Regions from separate parts of the Mus musculus genome. Here region 2 is linked to region 1. The links are chromatin contacts, called in public Micro-C maps. All regions are on one chromosome and are shown on one strand. The core of a region is the stretch at or near the end of the contact, and the rest is flanking DNA. Distances in the headings are between cores, read along the strand shown.

Region 1 (4,693 bases), core at 985-3,484:
CCTGGGACACTTTCTGCATTGTTTCATATTTTAGACTTCTGTCACTATCAGTTATAGTTTTTAATGTGTGTGCGCGTGTGTCTGTGTGTGCATATATGAGTGGGACATGAAAATGCCACAGAGGGAATGTGGAGGTCAGAGGACAGCTTGCAGGTGCTCCATCCCAGAGCCCCCACACAGTTTACTGCATAGTTTCTGCTGTCCTTAAACTCCTAGGCATGTGCCACCAAACCTGAGGACCTGAGTTTGATCCCCAGGACTCACAAGTTAGAAGATAACAGTGGACTCACACAAGTTGTCCTATGACCTCCACAGTCGTGTACAGGCTTGGCAACGAATGACTTTACCCAATGGGCCATCAAGACAGCCCTACCTATTTTTGTTATTTTGTAGAAAGTCGGTCTTCCCTAGAGCTTCATTCCAGGTAAGTCAAGTAAGGTAAAAATACAAACTTCAACCTTTTCCATGCTGAAGTATCCAGAAGCAAAGGGCTATAACATATCTGTCTTACCCACAAACAGCACAGGGGGTCTGTGTGTGTGGCTGAGTAAATGATAAATGGGCATCATGATAACAGGTGAATCTGGGTAGAGGAATAGACTGTTCTTTGTATTGTTCTTATTCTGACTTTACTGAAAGCTGAAATTGTATCCAACGGGAAGTTAAAAAATATATGCTACTAGAAATTTACCTACTTGAATACAAAACACTGTTTCTTAAGGAAACACAGTAATTTGTGAATATACTACACATGAGCAACAAATCACAACTAGACATCACTTTGGAGTAGATTTCATAAACTACTGCCATGCCATACCTTGAGACAGGTGCCCAACACTGACAGTGGCCACATAAACCATGCATGCAGTTGGGCATTACAGATATGCACACTTAATACAGGCCTGCAACAGATCCACAATCATATGATATTTAGGTTTTTCAGTAAAATAAGACACAAAGACCTGCTTTGTTAAAAAAAAATAGTCAGGTCTTAGTTTTTTCTTTTTTCTTGACTTGTGCCTTTCCTCTATAGTTCTATTCATGACAGTAAGTTGAATCGACTTAGAAAGGATGGGGAAGAAACATTCTACTGAACATTTGACAGTGTTACTATCTTTTTGCCTGCCCAACACCTTCTCTATTTCAAGTGTTAGCCCTCAGAAAACACAAGAATACATCAGAATCCAAGTTCTATTTGTATTAAGAAAGTTCCCTAACACTGGATAACAGATTTTTGGTTACTGTAATACATTTAAGGATCATCTGTACGATTTCTGTGAGATTTGGTCCCTTTTAAATTGCTTAGTGCATTCATACCTATTGGATGGTCCATCTCCACTCAAGTACTTCTAAGCTTTTTTGTGGCGGGGGGGGGGGGAAATAGGAGATAATAATGAAATCTGCTCATACTGCAAAATGTTGTACCTAAATAATTGCAAGGACTTCCAGACTTGGCCCCCACCCCCACCCCTCAGCGCACGCGCCCAACCAGACTCCCATTCCCACCCCCTACCCAGGTCTCCTAGTTCAATCGCCTTGACTGCCTCTGCGAAACTGGCCCGTCACTCTGCCCGGTCCCCCACCCTACAGAGACCCGGTCCTCACGGTAGATTCTGCGGCCAAGCTTTGTGTTTCACCCAACTCCCCACGCCCGGGCAAGGTCACTACCTCCAACTACTCCTTTAAGCCGAGCCGTCACGGTCCTAGTTCGCAGGAGGCTCGGCGGAACTTGCCTGTCATAGGGCTATATTTTGTCCCCTCTGCCCCACCTCCCTTCCCCATTTCGGCGAGTTACGTCTTCGCCACTTGCCCATTATACAGAAATAGCCACCGCCATCGCCCCGGCCCCGCCGCCCCCACGCCCCTGCAAGGCCCGGGTGACCTCCGCGCCCCCCGCCGTCGCGCCCGGCGCCCCCGCCCCGCCCTGCCCCTGCGGACACCTGTACGGCTCGCCGCGGCACACGCCCCCCCTCCCCTCCCCCAGGGCGGCCGAGGGCGGCGCGGGAGCGAGGCCGCGAGAGACGGCCCTGCTGGCTCCCGGCGCTCTGCCTCGGAACCCGCCGGCGGAAGTCAGGCCTGGCGGCGCCGCTCGCACCAGGATTTACCTGCGGGCCACGGACGCCCGGCAGACGGCTCCACATGGGCGAGCGCTCCAGAGCTCCGCCGACGCCGCCTGCTCCCTCCTCGGCTCCCGCCCCCCGCCTCCGCCTGCCGCCCTGCGCTCCCGCCGCGCCCTCCCGGGCCCGCGCCGCGCGCCCCCGCCTGCGCCGCCGCGCCCGCGCCACGCCGCGCGCCCCCGCGCCAGCTCTCTCTCGCGCTCTCTCTCTCCAGCTCGCTCTGTCTCTCTGTCTCTCTCCCCTTTCTTTCTCTGTCTCTCTCCTCTCTCTGTCTGTCTCTCTCTCTCTGTGTCTCTCCCCCCTCTCTTTCTCTGTCTCTCTCTCTCCTCTCTCTGTGTCTCTCTGTCTGTCTGTCTCTCTCTCTGTGTCTCTGTCTCTCTCTCTGTGTCTCTGTGTCTCTGTGTCTCTGTGTCTCTCTCTGTCTCTCTGTCTCTCTCTCTCTCTCTCTCTCTCTCTCTCTCTCTCTCTCTCTCTCTCTCTCTCTCTCTCTCTCTCTCTCTCTCTCTCTCTCTCTCTCTCTCTCTCTCTCTCTCTCTCTCCACCTCTCCCCGCCTCCCTTCGCGGTCGAGCGGCCATTGTTCGCCGCGCCGTTCCCGCCCCCTGGCGGCTTCTGGGACCCCCGCATCCCGGGGCGCTGCGGGGCTTAGGCCTGGGGTCTCGGGCCGCGCCGGGGCCCGTCCCGGGAGCTGCTGCAGGAGCACGCTGAGGGCGCCCGGCCCGCAACTGCGAAGGTGCTCCAGCACCGGCGGCTCAGCCTCTCCCGCACCCGCTGCCCCTGGGCTCTCTAGCAGCCTGTCCCCGACGCTCTGCTCCTACCTTTCCCGGCTCGCTGACTGCCCGCCTCTGCCTAGCTGGGGACGCGCGACCATCCCGCGTCCGTTCCACTGCGGTGCGACGTAGGATTCGGCGGATCCTGCACCTTTCTAGACTGGAGGAGGAAGAAAGGGGAGGAGGGTAGCAAGCAGCGCAAGCGAGCCCCCATCACCTGCTCCACGGCCCACATCATTCATCAGGAAAAAATGAATAATAAATATATTAAAGTTGTGTGCCCGTACCAAAAAAAAAAAAATCTTTAGAGCCAAAAATGAGGATCGTCTTAAAACACTGTCCTAGATCCTTGGTTTTTGAAGAGTGCTAAAAAACTCAAATTACTTGTTCTTTTGTCCTGGTTTAGATATGGGTTAGGTATGGCCAGATAACGTCAGCCTAGTTAAGACCAATGGATTTTAAATAAGTGGCACCAAAAATCATATGAAAAAGAAGTCTAGAAATAGAACTATTAGTGTATTCTGACTGGCATTATTCTTCCTGGGGTTTCCTTGGTATGGCTTGTCTGCCTGGGATATGTCTGTGAGCCCTGTGATTTCAGTCATATTTTAAAACCAACTCTACAAATGAGGCAGTATTTGTGGATCTATTACCTTATACACTGATTTACAATTTTTAAAGAGACAAAAACGTGATACTGTATGTATAGGCGAGATACCTGTAAAGCTCTCTAGCTAGAGCCTGACATCGTAGTTTCCGGTGATACAGTGTAGGCAAGCACTTCGTTTGTCTCTCATGTTTCCCGTGTGCCTTTCTCACTTTTCACTTCCACTAGTTTTCTCAAATATGTGGATTCCTTCTTAAATGGGGACCACCCCTTAATTAATGGTTTCTAGCTACTTGGGCCTCATTCAGGTGTTCAGTGATACAAACGACTACAGGCCCTTCACATCAGGGAAACAAGCCTTCCATGGCTGTTCTTTCCACAAGTTCGTTCGCTCTGCCTTCAATCTATTCTCTCTTCACTCAATGAACAGATTATGAAAAAATGTAAAAAAAAAAGCTGTCAGAAAATACCTCCTGGGGAAGCTAATTCCTTCCAGCAGACCACACTCTTCTCTTGATGCCCTCTTCTGTGACATTGCAAGTCTATTATATTGTTTGTTTTCTCGCCTGTCTTCTTCTGCCAAACACTGCATTGTTGTGGGGCTGGCTCCATCTCATTCATCTCTGTGGTCCCCGCATTCAACAGCAAGTGGGTGGACACTAAGTGGTTTTGAAATAAATTGATGTCTTTATATACTTGGAAGTGACTCTGAAGTGGTCACAAAGTGTATTTTCTTAGATTCCGATTGTTGAAGTTAACTGAAAACTTTATCTCTGCTGTAACTTTCTCTCCTAACATACTTTAAACCCCAATCAGACTAGGGTTTGTTTGTTTGCTTGTTTGTTTGTTTGTTTTTTAAAGGAGTTTTTTTAAAGCTTGAATCTGTACTTTCAACTGATCAACATAACTAAGTCAGTACATGAAATTACTTTTGTGTAGGGAGTGGAGGAAAACCAATAACTGTGTGCAGCTGAATTGACACAGCCACACCAAGGACCCCAGGCTCAGACCCATGGGAAACGGTGACCCCCCTCCCCAAAGGATGAGGCTCAGAGAAATGTCAAAGCCTTCCTCTGATCCATGGGTATATACTGATAGTGTATACGAAAAATGTCCACCATTGTTCCCCCAAGTCCCCTCTCATATTTATGTCCTGAACACTACTCACCCCCATGCAGAGACTGCATCTATCAGGACTAGC
Region 2 (4,693 bases), core at 758-3,257, 34 kb after region 1:
GTCAGGGATCCACAACAGTTCCATATTTAAAAATTAATTCAGAATGAACAAAGGCCCCAAATTTAGAGGTAAAAGTAGACATCTCTTACAAGAAGATATATGTGGGCTCAGTCCACAGTGCCATAACATGAAGACAGGCAGAAATCTTTTTCTTTTTCTTAACTTTTTAAATAATTTTTATTTTTTGAGCCTTGGCTGTCCTCTCTTTGTAGACCAGGTTGGCCTTGAACTCAGAGATCTGTCTACCTGTACTTCACAAGTATCGGGATTAAAGGCAGGTGGCACCGTGCCTAGCTTTTGGTATAAATCTTAATGACTTTGGATCAGTCAACCATTTTCTGAATTTGACCTGCAAAAAATAAAACAAACAAACAAACAGATATTGGATTTGATTTGTAAAAAAAAATTAAATTTGTGCTTTGAAAGAATACTGTCAAAAAGAAGTGGCAAAAAGATGGTCCTGAGGCTAAGATGCTGGCTGCCTTTTCAGAAGACGAGGGCTTGGTGACCAGCACCCATGTGATGCTTTCCAGTCCCTATAACTGCAGTGCCAGGGAGCCTCTGCGGGCACTGCACACACGTGGCAGACATACAGGCAGGCAAGCAAGCAGGTAATTCACAGACTTGAGCTTTTTTTTTTTTTTTTTTTTTTTTTGAAGTCGAGACAACCCACAGAATGGTAGAAAATATGTTCAAATCTTGTATCTAAGGAGATCTAGTGGCTGGGATATGTAAAGAGCTCAGGACTCCCCAGCAAAGTGACCAGCAAGTGAATCCACTGTGGAGATGTGCAGAGGCTGCGCATGTGTATGAGGGACTTATGGAAGAGAAGAAAATGCTTGGCATGGGAGGAGAGTCTATACAACAAAGCAAAGCCACTTTAAAGGCTGACATGTATGGTTCATGAGATATGTCAATATCTCAGTTTAAACATTTTAAAAATCACATTTCATGTGCTCTGTGTGTTCATGGGTACACACACAGAACACATGTGGAAGTCAGAAAAGAACTTTCAGGAATCTCAGTTCTCTCTTCTCACTACATGAATTCTGGAGTAGAACTCAGATAACTAGGTTTGGCAAAGAGTGCACATACTGAGCCCCAGTCCAGTATCCCAATTTTCAAAAAAAAAATGATGAATTTATTTGAAAGATCCTGACAGAATGTAAAAGGTCACAGAAGCCCTGAAATTGGCAAAATAGATTTCATTGTTAGTAGAAGTAGCTTCACTGATTTAGAAAAATAGACGTGCACAATGCTCTGGCCACTCCTTGAACCCATGTGTCTGCCAATGTTTTGACCGTTATTGAACCCATGTGTGTGCCCACTGATGAAGCCCATTGCCAGGTGTTTGTGATATTGGTTGCTGAGAAAGAGTCAGAAAATCTCCCCAGCAACCACAGCCCGGCCAATCCTGAGTTGCTACACCTGCACCAGACTCTTTCCTTGTACCCCTCCCATACCCATTTCTTGAGAATAGACATGGTTTAGATCTGGAAATCCCCTACTTCCCCCTTCTTCTTTCCCCCCTGAGGGCCTATAAAAACTGGGACCTCTTTCCCCTCGAGGTCGACTCCTCTACCCCTGCGTGGGATATGAGTCGTCTCCAGAGCTCTGGCTTTTCCCGAATAGAGCCTCATGTGGTTTGCCGCAGACCTTCTGGGTCCCTTTGTCTGCGTGGAATGGGTCTCTGGTCACAGGTGGGCAAAGAGTTGGCGAATGACAGACAGACCAACATGCAAGATTGTGTAGAATCTGAATGTAATGTCAAATTGAGCATCAAACTTTTTATACAGAAGAAAATAGGGAAGTTAGGTGACACATCGGCAAGGTACAAATGAGGTTACCAGATATTTAATGACTCTTACAAAAAACAGAGGAATGTAAACACAAAGACTGGCAACAACTGGGCAATAAAACAACTGAGACAAAGTCAGCCCTATCTAAGGTCAGCTATAGTCTTAGAAGCCAGGTGTGAGGTTTTACACTCCTAGGGCAAGGGCTTTCACACCCAAGTCATGGTTCTGATTAGGGAGTTCTGATCTAGCTAACCATCTCATGAATAATGCAATACTCTAAAACCACAGCCTGATCTACTTCCTAAACCATTGTAAATTCCTGTATATGAAAGCGACTTGGCTTTTATTCTAAGTGATAGTGTTGGAGGACTTTCTACTAATAAGTAATGTAGTCTGCCATACATAACTATAATAAGAATTCTAAACTTACTTTGCTAAGCTTGCCTTGAGATTTCTAACTCTATGTAGTAGAGAGTAAAGCCTGATTTCTTTCACTATCTCTCTTACAATACTAGAGGCAATTCTGGATGTCACTGAATAGGCAACATTCTTACTGAATTCCAAGCCCAGGATCTGCTCAAGGTTTACCTAGGGCATTGGTGAAGGCCAGGAAGCAGAGTTCGATTTTTCTTAGGTATTTGGCAAGTCATTGCTTGGAGGCACCTATAACAAAACAATACTGAAAGGAAGCACACAGATCCATTCACAAGGACAAAATTGGAGCATACGTGCTATGGAATGCCACAGTTCCAGGAGACTAAGTTTCCGTGAAACTCTTTGCCTCAGGACTGCATCCAGGCTTTGGCCTGTCATGCATGTCACTACTGGAGTGTGCGTGGCAGTGGTTTGCATCAAGCTTGGTCTCTTGTGAGTTCTTGGGGGTCCGCTATTATCCCGAGGCCTGAGCGAGGGGCTCCTCTCAGGGTCTTTCATATTTATTCATTTCATGTGTAGCCATTTTGTCTGCATGTATATCTGTGCATCACATGTGTGCAGTGCCAGTGGAGGCCAGAAGAGGGCGTCAGATGCTCTAGAACTAGAGTTACCAGCAGTTGTTACCCACCACATGGGTGGTGGTAACCAAACCTGTCTCTACAAGACCAGCAAGTGCTCTAGCCATTGAGTTATCTATTCAGCTTAGCAATTTCTTAGTTTTAAAAATACTTGGATGTAGAGCTGGATGGTGGAAGAGCACATCTTTAATCCCAGCACTCAAAAGGCAGAGGTAGGTGGATCTCTGATTTCAAGGCCAGCCTGGTTTACAGAGTGAGTTCCAGGACAGCCAGGACTACACAAAGAAACCCTGTTTCAAAAAAGAAGAGAAGAGAAGAGAAGAGAAGAGAAGAGAAGAGAAGAGAAGAGAAGAGAAGAGAAGAGAGGAGAGGAGAGGAGGGGAGGGGAGGGGAGGGGAGGGGAGGGGAGGGGAGGGGAGGGGAGGGGAGGGGAGGGGAGGGGAGGGGAGGGGAGCAGTGGACACAGCTAAAAGCTGTGAGGGGAGGAACAGACCTGCCACTGTGAAACATGTTTGGGTAGAAACACCCAGAGGTCCACTCACAGTGGGAGCCACTATGATATGCAAGTGTGCAGTGGAGAGAGGGGAGAGAAAGAAGAGTTAAGTACAGTCTTTTCTATGCTTGCTGCTCTCAGTAATACACATCATTGCTTTGGTAGAAATTGACTTGCCTCTAAAGACTGTCATGAGTCATGCAAGCCTTGCAAGTTCAGGACTGGAATTAAATCAGTGTTAGTGAGCGCTGTGACCCACTGACTTTACCCTTGAGTAGGAATGTAGTCTGGTTTTTTTTAAATTTATTTTATTTATATGAATACACTGTAGCTGTCTTCAGACACAAAAGAGGGCATCAGATCCCATTACAGATGGTTGTGAGTCACCATGTGGTTGCTGGGAATTGAACTCAGGTCCTCTGGAAGAGCAGTCTGTGCTTTTTAACCACTGAACCATCTCTCCAGCCTCAGAGACTGTTTTCTTATCTGTACTGTGTGCTTTTTAGCTCGGATCTAGAAGGTTTGGGAAGAAGCAGCCCAGAAATAGAGATGGTACTGGCTAAGTCAAAGCCAAAGAAATCCAAATTCAGAAAAACTTAGGAGAGCTTTCTAACGTAAACATTGGTTTAAAAAACTATACTGAGAATGAAAATGAGAAAAGAAAGCAACTAAACTATAAAATGTTCTCACTTCTCAAAGGAAGAAAGGGATGTTCTAACTAAATGTGCAATCAGAACTAAGCCAGGTAATTACTGAGCTCTCCGACTGTTTTGAACTGTGGTAAAGGCTCTTCTTATGTTAAAAAACACTCCAGTAGTGACATGCATGACAGGCCAAAGCCTGGATGCAGTCCTGAGGCAAAGAGTTTCACGGAAACTTAGTCTCCTGGAACTGAGGTACTGAGAATTGAATCCAGGTCCGCTGCAAAAGCAACAAGTGCTCTTTCTCATTGAGCCACTCTCCGGCCCAATGTATGACCTTATTAAAGTGTTCTTGAACCTGGTTTGAGAGAACTTTATGGAGAATTTTACAAGTATGTTCATCATCAAAGAAATGAGTCTCTAATTTTCTCTTCCTCCTGCTGCTCTCTGTCATGTCTGCATCTGATTTGGAATCAAGGTAATTGTGGACTTTGAATGAGAATGGCTCCCATAGACTCATACATTTGAATGCTTCCTCCATAGTTGGTAGAATTGTTTGGGAAGGATTAGGAGGTGTGGCCTTTTGGGAGGATGGACTTAGAGATTTAAAAAGCCCACATGATTCATAGTTCTGCCTCCAGGCTGTTGTCTCAACATGCAAGCTTTCAGCACCATGCCTGCCTGGCTGCCCCCTGCTGCCATGCTCCTTGCCTTGCTGGTCCTGGGCTCACTCTTGGATATTGTAAG

What was found. A called contact is a pair of places that touch in the nucleus more often than the background predicts.
Region 2: a contact with region 1 is called in a Micro-C map of trophoblast stem cells, with 3 times the contacts expected there. The contact joins the enhancer-like site here to the promoter of Stau2 in region 1. A contact is called at or near these places in 2 of 15 datasets of contacts at CTCF or cohesin (CD8 T cells and the NIH/3T3 cell line), 7 of 484 Hi-C or Micro-C datasets (B cells, LSK cells, cerebral cortex and 3 more), 2 of 115 datasets of contacts at active chromatin or transcription factors (CD8 T cells and embryonic stem cells) and 3 of 9 other capture datasets (adipose tissue, liver and pancreatic islet).

What each region holds. Positions count from the first base shown.
Region 1 is chr1:16,517,068-16,521,760 of GRCm38.p6, forward strand. It overlaps Stau2 (staufen double-stranded RNA binding protein 2), which reads right to left and starts at 2,235. Exons shown (of 14, transcript NM_025303.3): 1 at 2,106-2,235.
Region 2 is chr1:16,551,319-16,556,011 of GRCm38.p6, forward strand. It overlaps a transcript of Ube2w not described here. Among named protein-coding and RNA genes, the nearest start is that of Stau2, 34 kb to the left of the region's middle. Within about 2 kb of position 2,008, at least 3 of the 459 cell types and tissues checked have an H3K27ac peak or open chromatin away from gene starts, as enhancers often do. A contact at or near this core is called in trophoblast stem cells, where this site is marked.